Linked DNA regions of Mus musculus: all the other regions are linked to region 1. A link is a contact called in public Hi-C and HiChIP or PLAC-seq data. All regions are on one chromosome and are shown on one strand. The core of a region is the stretch at or near the end of the contact, and the rest is flanking DNA. Distances in the headings are between cores, read along the strand shown.

Region 1 (2,700 bases), core at 141-2,640:
GATTCATGTTTGAAAGCAGGCATCCACACATTCACAGTGTCTTTGCACAAAATCCTGATGGTTATGTGCATATATGAATTAAATGCACATGAATTAAATGCATCTTGGACAAGGATGTTTAAAGAATATATTCCATAAGTATTATAAGTTGCTTATTAGGCTTCAACCTAAAAGTACAAAGATAGAGGCATAATTCAGTTACTATCTAATAGGCCTGGTTATGAAATCAACATGTAGGGTACAAAGGGGCCAAATAGAGAACCTAGGAAAACATTCCTTAAATTTATATTATTTTTATTAGTAATTAAATGTACTCAAGTCTATCAAAAGTGTAAAAATATGTCTCTTTAAAAATCACATAGTTATTATAAGACAAGCAGTAAATAACTAATCTAATTTATATCTCTGTTTTTGAAATTTCCATCCAGATAATAAGTAACTTAGAAATAATTTGTGTCGTTTTGCTTTTGTAATGAGTGCAAATTAATGCAGATGGGTGCACATTGGTGTGATCAATCAAGAATGTGAGATTTCTGGTGATATCGTGGGAACAGCAGACAAGAGGAGTGGAGTCAGGGTGTTTCTGCTCCAAATGTTTTTATCAGATCTCCATCTGAGGCTTACAAGGTTATGGAGAAGAACACACTTATCAAGAAATAGCATAAGGGAAGGGAACTGAAAATAAGTGGTTTCTAAAGCTCTTATAAATAATAACTCATACCAGAAAAGATATAAGGCAAAAAGGGGGAAATTTGAGAAAGTATTCTGAAAAATGTCAGGTTTGTGTGTGTGTGTGTTTCCATTTTAAATGACTCCTATTGTCAGTGTTCTCAAAGATGACAATTTTAATATAATCAGATGTTGTTGCAATATTTAGTATCCATGTGGAAATATCTATAACAAAAGGCATCTACAATCTATTACATCGTTTTCACACCATTATATATTTTGCCAAAGTTGGAAGATTAATTTCCAAAAAAAGGCCATTGAGGGTACCACAAAACAGGAAGTAAAGATTTGATTTTCAGAAGTAAAAACCTAAAGGAAGGAAATATTAGTATCTCAATAGTTATCAACAAGGGATGATGAGAGTGAACTGGGCTCACGTGTGAATGGGAATCTTTTGAATTTTGTTTTGCATAAGTTTGATTAAAGTGAATCTAACAACTATGCTGTTATAAAGCTGTATCATTAAAAAAAATAAGAGTGAGATTTTTTTTAGACCTGCCATGTGAAAAGAAAAATGTATGAAGCTCAAAGAAATAGCAACAAACGGGGGGCATTGAAACCAGTTCCAAAGATTTGAGAAACAAATTTTGGAAAACAGTAATTGTATTTCTGAGAAACATCGATGGGGCGAGGCCCACTGTGTTGATTGTAAGAACAGTAGTGACATCTTGTGGCACAGATGGACACATTTTACATTTGTACTATGGGCATGGAGGGTGATTGAGGTTACCTTGAAATTCTGTTTGTTTCCAGAACGAGAAAGTGTCTGAGAGGCTTTCTGGGAACAGAGAGCTCCTGACCCCAGGCCCACAGCTAGGGGACAACCAGGATGAAGACAAGGATGAAGAATCTACTCCCAGGCTGATCGATGGCTCTTCCCCACAGGAGCCAGAATTCCCGGGGCTTCTGGGTCCACACACCAACGAAGGTCAAATAAGTTATTACTCAATTAGAACCAAATACACATTGTCGCCTCTCAAAACTATCTAGTTTTAAGTCATTCCTCAAGGAATCTGCCTTGCATTGCAAAAGAAGTCATGAACTCTAAGGGAGAAATTAAGGGTGTTGTATTGCTAAGTAGTCATGTTGGCCATCAGTCTTGTAAATATTTATGCTTTTATCCATAGGTTGTTGCTGTTTCCAACCCTGGTCTGAGAAGTGTCTTATTAGAGTCTACTTCTGAGAGTAGACTCATTTTGTACAGAATGCTAATCATAAACACGGGCGAGTGCTCAGCCACAGATGGGACATCTACACTAATGCTTACCCACCACACCAAAGGGCTCAGAAAAGATCTTGAAATAGGGAACTCAAAACCATAGGTCTAGAAGGATGGGAAGGATGTTGCACCCGTAAACTCACAACCATTCTAGTTACTAACACTAGATCAAGACAGTTAAAATTCCAGCATGGGTGACAGAACGATCTCCCAAAACCCCACATCTACTAGGGAGGGAGCAATTAGCTTCTCAGTCCCTCAAGGGATAAATTTGCAACTGTGTATACGTGGGTTGTACTAACTCAACTCAGTGGGTCAAAATAAATAACAATAAATGAGGGCATATGAAGCTAGGGGGCAGATGAGATGGAAGATACTGAGGGAGTTATAGAGAGTAAGGGGTGTGCATGATGAGGATAGATGTATAAGTCTATGAAACCTTCAAAGAAGAAACAAACTTAAACAATCTTGCCAATTTTCAACTCCACTCCAAAAGGGAAGTAAATAAGCCAAAGACAAAAAAGTCAAGAATGTTGGAATACACTTTGAGTCATGGAGTTACTCCTGCATTTTGTCCTCAGACATAAGATAAGATTTTTATTATAATGCATCTTTGTCCTGCTGGAAAGAATCAAATAACCAAGGACTCAGGATGGAATTACTTGCCTGGCATCATTACTTGAAATCATTCTGGGCCATGTATTTTCAGGGCCCAGCACTGGATGAACTGATGGAAAGTCATCCCCTGAGAT
Region 2 (2,700 bases), core at 186-2,685, 130 kb before region 1:
ATCAGAGAAGATGGGCTGGCTGTTTTACATATCCGAGCATGGCTGAAGGACTGTCTTTTTCCTTGGAAGTGGTATTTGAGGAAGAGTGTGAATTTGAGGATGAAGGAGGCAAATGGAGACAGTGAGGCCCAGTTTAGGAAGGTACATGCCAAGGCTCAGTACTAGGAGAGAAGGAAACTGGACTGCCAGCAATGCAAGCAAGACAGACAAGACACGAGGTCAGAGAGATCATGTGGTTGCCATTTCTGCAGAGCAGGGTTTTCTTAGCTTTTCCACACATGAGCTCTTTTCACCAGAGACATTTTGATGGAACTCTTGGTGAAGAGGCAAATAACATAAATATATAAATCTAACATTCAGTGACAATAAGTCAAGAAGAAATGCAAAACAATGCATATATGTATATATATTATATACATTATATATAATTATATATATATTATATATATTATATATGCATATAATATATATATATAATTTTACCACTTATTAAAGAGTAATGTACATTTGCATACTAATGAGATGAGTATGTTTAGTTTTATGAGTCATGAAATCTTTCTGTATTTGGTGGCTTATCCAGAGGTTGGAGAGTCAAGAGTTCAGTCCCATCTTTGGCCATATAACTAATCTGAGGCAAATCTGTGGTACATAGAACCTTGTTTCAAAAGAAACGGTTGCCAGTTGCTGTGTGTCTATGTGCATAGGATTATCTAGAGATCTCAAGTAGCTGTGGGCTACTGCCCTGCAGCCACAAGAGCAGCAAGCAGGTTTAAGAGCCAAGCCATCTCTCTAGCCCCAAGATTCACACTGATTTTGGGCAAGATAGAAAGCAGTTAGAGTGGTCTCCAGAGGGGATGACTTGATTAAACTTTTTTTTTTCTAGAATACTTTAGCTTTACAGACCCAGGGTTACAGGGATGGGCAGGGGAAGAATATGCAGGTGGTTGTTTACGTTGCCAAACAAGAAATGATGCCGGCTTTGGCCTGGGTCTACATGGAAAGGATGCTGAAGGAGGTTAGCACAAAGATCTGTTTGGAAGATGGACACAGGTTTGGCTGACCTTCGAGAAGGGGCATGAGAAAGAGATGAGTCTGTGTTTTGGCCTGAGCAACTGGAAGGATGGAGTCACCACGGGCAGACACAGAAAAGAATGAAGAGTTTTTGCTAGGACTGGAAATCGAATGTTTGGTTTGGAATCTATACTTTTAGGGACATGGATTCATGACTTGTGGATCTATCAAACAGAACTTAGATGTTGGAATTTTGCCATAGACATAAATCCTGAAGAAGACAAAACAGAAAGCATGGTTATTCTTTATCAGTACAGAAACAACTTGACACTATCCAAACTGAGCCATCACTCCGTACACTTTCGCAGAACATTTTACAGGGCGGGTTCTGGCTGTCTGCAATCTTCCTGTGGTTGCTAAGATAAATAAACAGTATATGCATCCCTCTGGATGCCTTTGCTCTCATCTTGTTAGTATAATCCAAACTGGCCTTGCTGGACCACACCAAGAATGAGAAGCCTCCTGATTAAGGATTGCATTGTTTGTATTAACATCCAGTTGTTTTCTCTTGCGAATTTAAGATTGTGTAAAAGTCTCTGGTCCCTCAAGAGTTCACATCAGCAAAAGCATTGCTCGAACTTCCCTGAAGGCTGCTTGATAACTCAATGATGGTTTCACAGTCACGAATGGACAGTACTAAAAGAGAAAATAGCATATTCCTGAAAGTGCAGGCGATCTTAGTGGGGTTCAGGCATTAACTGTATAAGCATGTGTAACTGCAAAACCATAAAAATGTGTGAATTTCATAGCTGAAGCCATATCTCATGGGAAACTAAGAGGCACATTTAGACAATTAGGTTACATTAATCATTTGCTTATAAAGAACACATATGATCACTTGATCTGATAAAAAGAATGAGTAAAAAGAAGTCTTGAAAAAATTTATTTTTCTTTCTCTTTTCATACAGTGTGTAGGTGAGGGGTGAGAGGTGAACTCTTTCAATCTGAACATGTTTTTATGAAAGAAAATGGAAAGAAAGTCTCTGTCTGACAACTTAGTTAATTGTTTAATGAATCCACGTGTTTGGTGAGGAGTTAGAATGTTGCAGAAAGTATGCTGGATTTGAAGAAAACAAAGTGTCTTATGTCCTGATTTAAAAGATAAACTCAAAATATTACTTCTGCATTTTTCTCTCTTCCCTTCCCTTCCCTTCCCTTCCCTTCCCTTCCCTTCCCTTCCCTTCCCTTCCCTTCCCTTCCCTTCCCTTCCCTTCCCTTCCCTTCCCTCCCCTCCCCTCCCCTCCCCTCCCCTTCCTTTCTTCCTTTCTTCCTTCCTTCCTTCTTTCCTTTTCCTTTCTCTTTTCAGACAGGAATTTCATCATGTAGCAGAGGCTAATCTTGAACTTATGACCCTCGTGCATCAGCTTTCCTAGTGCTTAAATTGCAGGCACGGAAAACCACATCTGGCTACAACAATGTTTTTAAAATTAAGTTAAATAACAATATCTAAGAAGGTCCTAAGAGGAAATTAAAGTAAAAAAAAATATTGCATCATCACTGTAGATTAAATTTCCTGTGGCTGATCCCACTTCAGGACAGTCATCTGGAACACTGTAACAAATGCCAGGCCACCTACAAGTCAAAGGACAGCTTTCACTTGGAATCAGGAAATGACAAACAAATGCAGGA
Region 3 (2,801 bases), core at 297-2,796, 190 kb before region 1:
TCCACAGGTGCAGAGACTGAAGCTTGGGGAGGTTAGGGGAGTTGCTTTAATTCCTAAACCTGTCATCAAAGGGAAGAACCCAGATATGAACTTTAAACCTAACAGCCCCACCAGTAAAAATTCAAACTAATTTATATGCATCTTTTGTTTCCTCTTGCCAACTTTATTCTACTTTTCTTTCCTATTTCTTTGCTTTCATCTCCTGTCTTATTCTACATTAGGCAATGACTGCTGCCACAATTTGTCCTGACTCACTAGAGTGAAGTTCAGTGTTGCTAAGAAACAAATCATCGATTAAGAAAGACAATGACTATAGTAACTGTGTTAGAGGGACTATGTGTGTTTTCTGGGAGTGAGGCAATGAGCAAGGAGTTATCGCATGTCAGAAGAAACTTATAAATACAAGCAACATTCAGAGGAGAAAGTCAATTAGTGCCAGAAGAAAGGGCATGTTCCTTACACCAATGTCAGCGAACACTTGGACTCAACAGAATCACTCAGCATGCTTCGACTCTGCAAGAATGGAGTGTGTGGAGGGAGAGGTTAAAAGACAGGCAGTTAGACTTGGGAAAGAAGTCAAAATAAGTCTAGCTACATCCTCCCCCTCCCTCAGATTCCCTCTCAAGAATTTAATTCCTTCCAGCTCCATAAAAATAAAAAAATATTTCCTGTCAAAGCATGCACTTAGGTGGGTAAAGGAAGGATAGGGGGAATCTCCTCCTTTTTCATAGATGGTGGCTTCAAGTCCCCACCTGATCAGAGCCTGGAGGCCTGAGCAGAAAAATGCGAGTCAGAACCTGGGAAGGCAAACAGAGCAACCCACAGCATCCAGAGATGGAATTATAAAATCTCCAAAAACTTTCTTCACTGCCTGAATAAACATGTTACTCAATTTGCACTTTCTTCTCCTCCCCCTGCCTATTTACTGAAATTTAAAAAGAGCCACAGAAAGTCCTAATTACATAAGGGACCCATCTATAAAAATTATTATTTTTTTCTTTACTTACAAACTAAATCTTATTGTAATCAGTGTCTAGTTTCTATGTGTTTTATTCAACAACAGCAGCAAAGAATAGACAGTAAGGAAGTTTTTGAAGCCGTAGGTAATGAAAATAATAAACAACATATTTTCCAGATTAAATTCTGGCTTTGTCCCAGAACACCATAGAAATGCATTCAAAATGCACAGAGAACTCCAGAGCACTTGAACTTCAGAGCCCAGGAGTAATTCTATGGAAGTCTAATTAGTCTTCTCTGCAGACCACATTTAAAAAAGCTTTAGGATTAATGCCATTCCATTTTCCAGACCCACACATCTCCAAAGCAAGGGGGAAAAAAGTCATTTCAGAAGGATAATAAATACTACTTACAAACAAGACTGGAAAGGGTGGAGACTGGAATGGGGTTGGGGGTGGGGAGACAAATTCTTCAGTTACAATCTTTTAGAAAAAAAAAAAAAAGACAAATTTCAAATCAAGTTGCTCCACTAGACTACAAAAGCAGTTTGGAATGCTGGGCGGATGCAAAGGGATAAAGCAAATGTGGAGGGGGAGGGAGAAGGGGGCCGATAAAGTTTCTGGCTACAATACAAGAGACGTATCATTACCATATGATCTAATGTGGGTGTCAGCTGGATGCGCTCACGCAGTGAAACCTTAGTTCTTAACTGTGCTATGGAGTAGAAGCAGGAGGTTTTCAACCCAGTGACAGTCACAGGGCAGCACCACCCCCTCCTCCTTCTTTCCACACCTGCAAACCCTTTTGCCTGGGCTGCATAGTTAGTGTTAATTACATCGCAGCTTTGAGGGCTCCTGTGGCAAATACCCGGATTAAAAGGTATGGCTTTCAATAATTGTCCTGAACTCTGCTACAGGCTAATAAAGCTTCTGTCAAGTGGAGGGCAGAAGAAAATATCTGGTGAGAAAAAGGAACGAGAAGGAAGCTGTGCTAAACTTTTAGTAATCTTTAGACAACGTTAGAAATGAATTGCTTGAAAACAGAAGTTAAGTACTCGGTAAAACAAACAAACAAAAAGGCAAAACTGTTTGAATGCATTGGTTTTGTGCTCTTGCTTCTGTTCTTGCAAATATGCTTATTAAAAACTTGTAACCTAACACCATGACTTGTCTATATTGGTAGTTTTGTGTTTGTACTGATGAAATGCTTTGCTCTTTATAAACTGTCAGCAGAAAAGCATTCGTAACTAGCATATTGCTTGTGCCTAAATTAGGTATTTAAGGGTTTCTTCTCGTGCTGTGTTCTTGCATACTTCACAATCTTTAAAACATCAGCAAGACAAGTCTCTGGCTGTAGAAATATAATGCCTACTTCTGCAACACCAGAAATGAATAGGAATTATTACCAGAAAGGTGAAAAGGAACACAGGAAATATTTATGATGTTAAAGATCTGAGATAATACAGCTGCAGAGCTCTTTGGTTATAAATGTTTCTGTCAATATTTTCGATGCAAATTAACCTTTCTTATGAGGTGCATTCACTATGAGGTGAGGGTGGGGGTTGATTCTCATTTTAACTTAAAGCAGAGTAAGCAGAGGACCACTGGTTACGTGTGCCCCAGTGTGTGACTCCAGTGATCTCTGTGCCTGTGGCTTTTTCTTCCTGCAGCTGCTTATTTTAGCAGACCTCTCCAAAAGAAACATAGGTTTTATTGTAGTTCTTGTTTGTGGACAAATGTATTTTTATTGCTTGTATTTTAATTATTCCTATTGTTACTGAAGTTTTAAATTCACCTTAAAATGAGGGATTTACAGATTCACTTCATACATACGTGTTAAGTTTT

Evidence for each region. Hi-C and Micro-C count contacts between places; a contact is called where the count stands out from the background. HiChIP or PLAC-seq counts read pairs in DNA pulled down with a chosen protein or histone mark.
Region 2: a contact with region 1 is called in an H3K27ac HiChIP or PLAC-seq map of heart atrium, with 5 read pairs. The contact joins two enhancer-like sites. A contact is called at or near these places in 4 of 39 promoter capture datasets (the 3T3-L1 cell line, frontonasal cranial neural crest, hippocampal neurons and 1 more), 1 of 484 Hi-C or Micro-C datasets (embryonic fibroblasts) and 3 of 115 datasets of contacts at active chromatin or transcription factors (fibro-adipogenic progenitors, heart atrium and vascular smooth muscle cells).
Region 3: a Hi-C map of uterus shows a contact between it and region 1, with 4 times the contacts expected there. The contact joins the promoter of Dcn here to the enhancer-like site in region 1. A contact is called at or near these places in 8 of 39 promoter capture datasets (the 3T3-L1 cell line, HPC-7-derived erythroid cells, cancer-associated fibroblasts and 5 more), 7 of 484 Hi-C or Micro-C datasets (embryonic fibroblasts, palatal mesenchyme, uterus and 1 more), 2 of 115 datasets of contacts at active chromatin or transcription factors (fibro-adipogenic progenitors and heart atrium) and 2 of 9 other capture datasets (adipose tissue and pancreatic islet).

Annotation. Positions count from the first base shown.
Region 1 is chr10:97,669,016-97,671,715 of GRCm38.p6, forward strand. It overlaps Epyc (epiphycan), which reads left to right. Exons shown (of 7, transcript NM_001379456.1): 3 at 1,483-1,657. Among named protein-coding and RNA genes, the nearest start is that of Ccer1, 23 kb to the right of the region's middle. Within about 2 kb of position 1,391, at least 9 of the 459 cell types and tissues checked have an H3K27ac peak or open chromatin away from gene starts, as enhancers often do. A contact at or near this core is called in adipose tissue, heart atrium and uterus, where this site is marked.
Region 2 is chr10:97,534,461-97,537,160 of GRCm38.p6, forward strand. No RefSeq gene overlaps it. Among named protein-coding and RNA genes, the nearest start is that of Lum, 30 kb to the right of the region's middle. Within about 2 kb of position 1,436, at least 15 of the 459 cell types and tissues checked have an H3K27ac peak or open chromatin away from gene starts, as enhancers often do. A contact at or near this core is called in heart atrium, where this site is marked.
Region 3 is chr10:97,477,954-97,480,754 of GRCm38.p6, forward strand. It overlaps Dcn (decorin), which reads left to right and starts at 1,547. Exons shown (of 8, transcript NM_001190451.2): 1 at 1,547-1,836.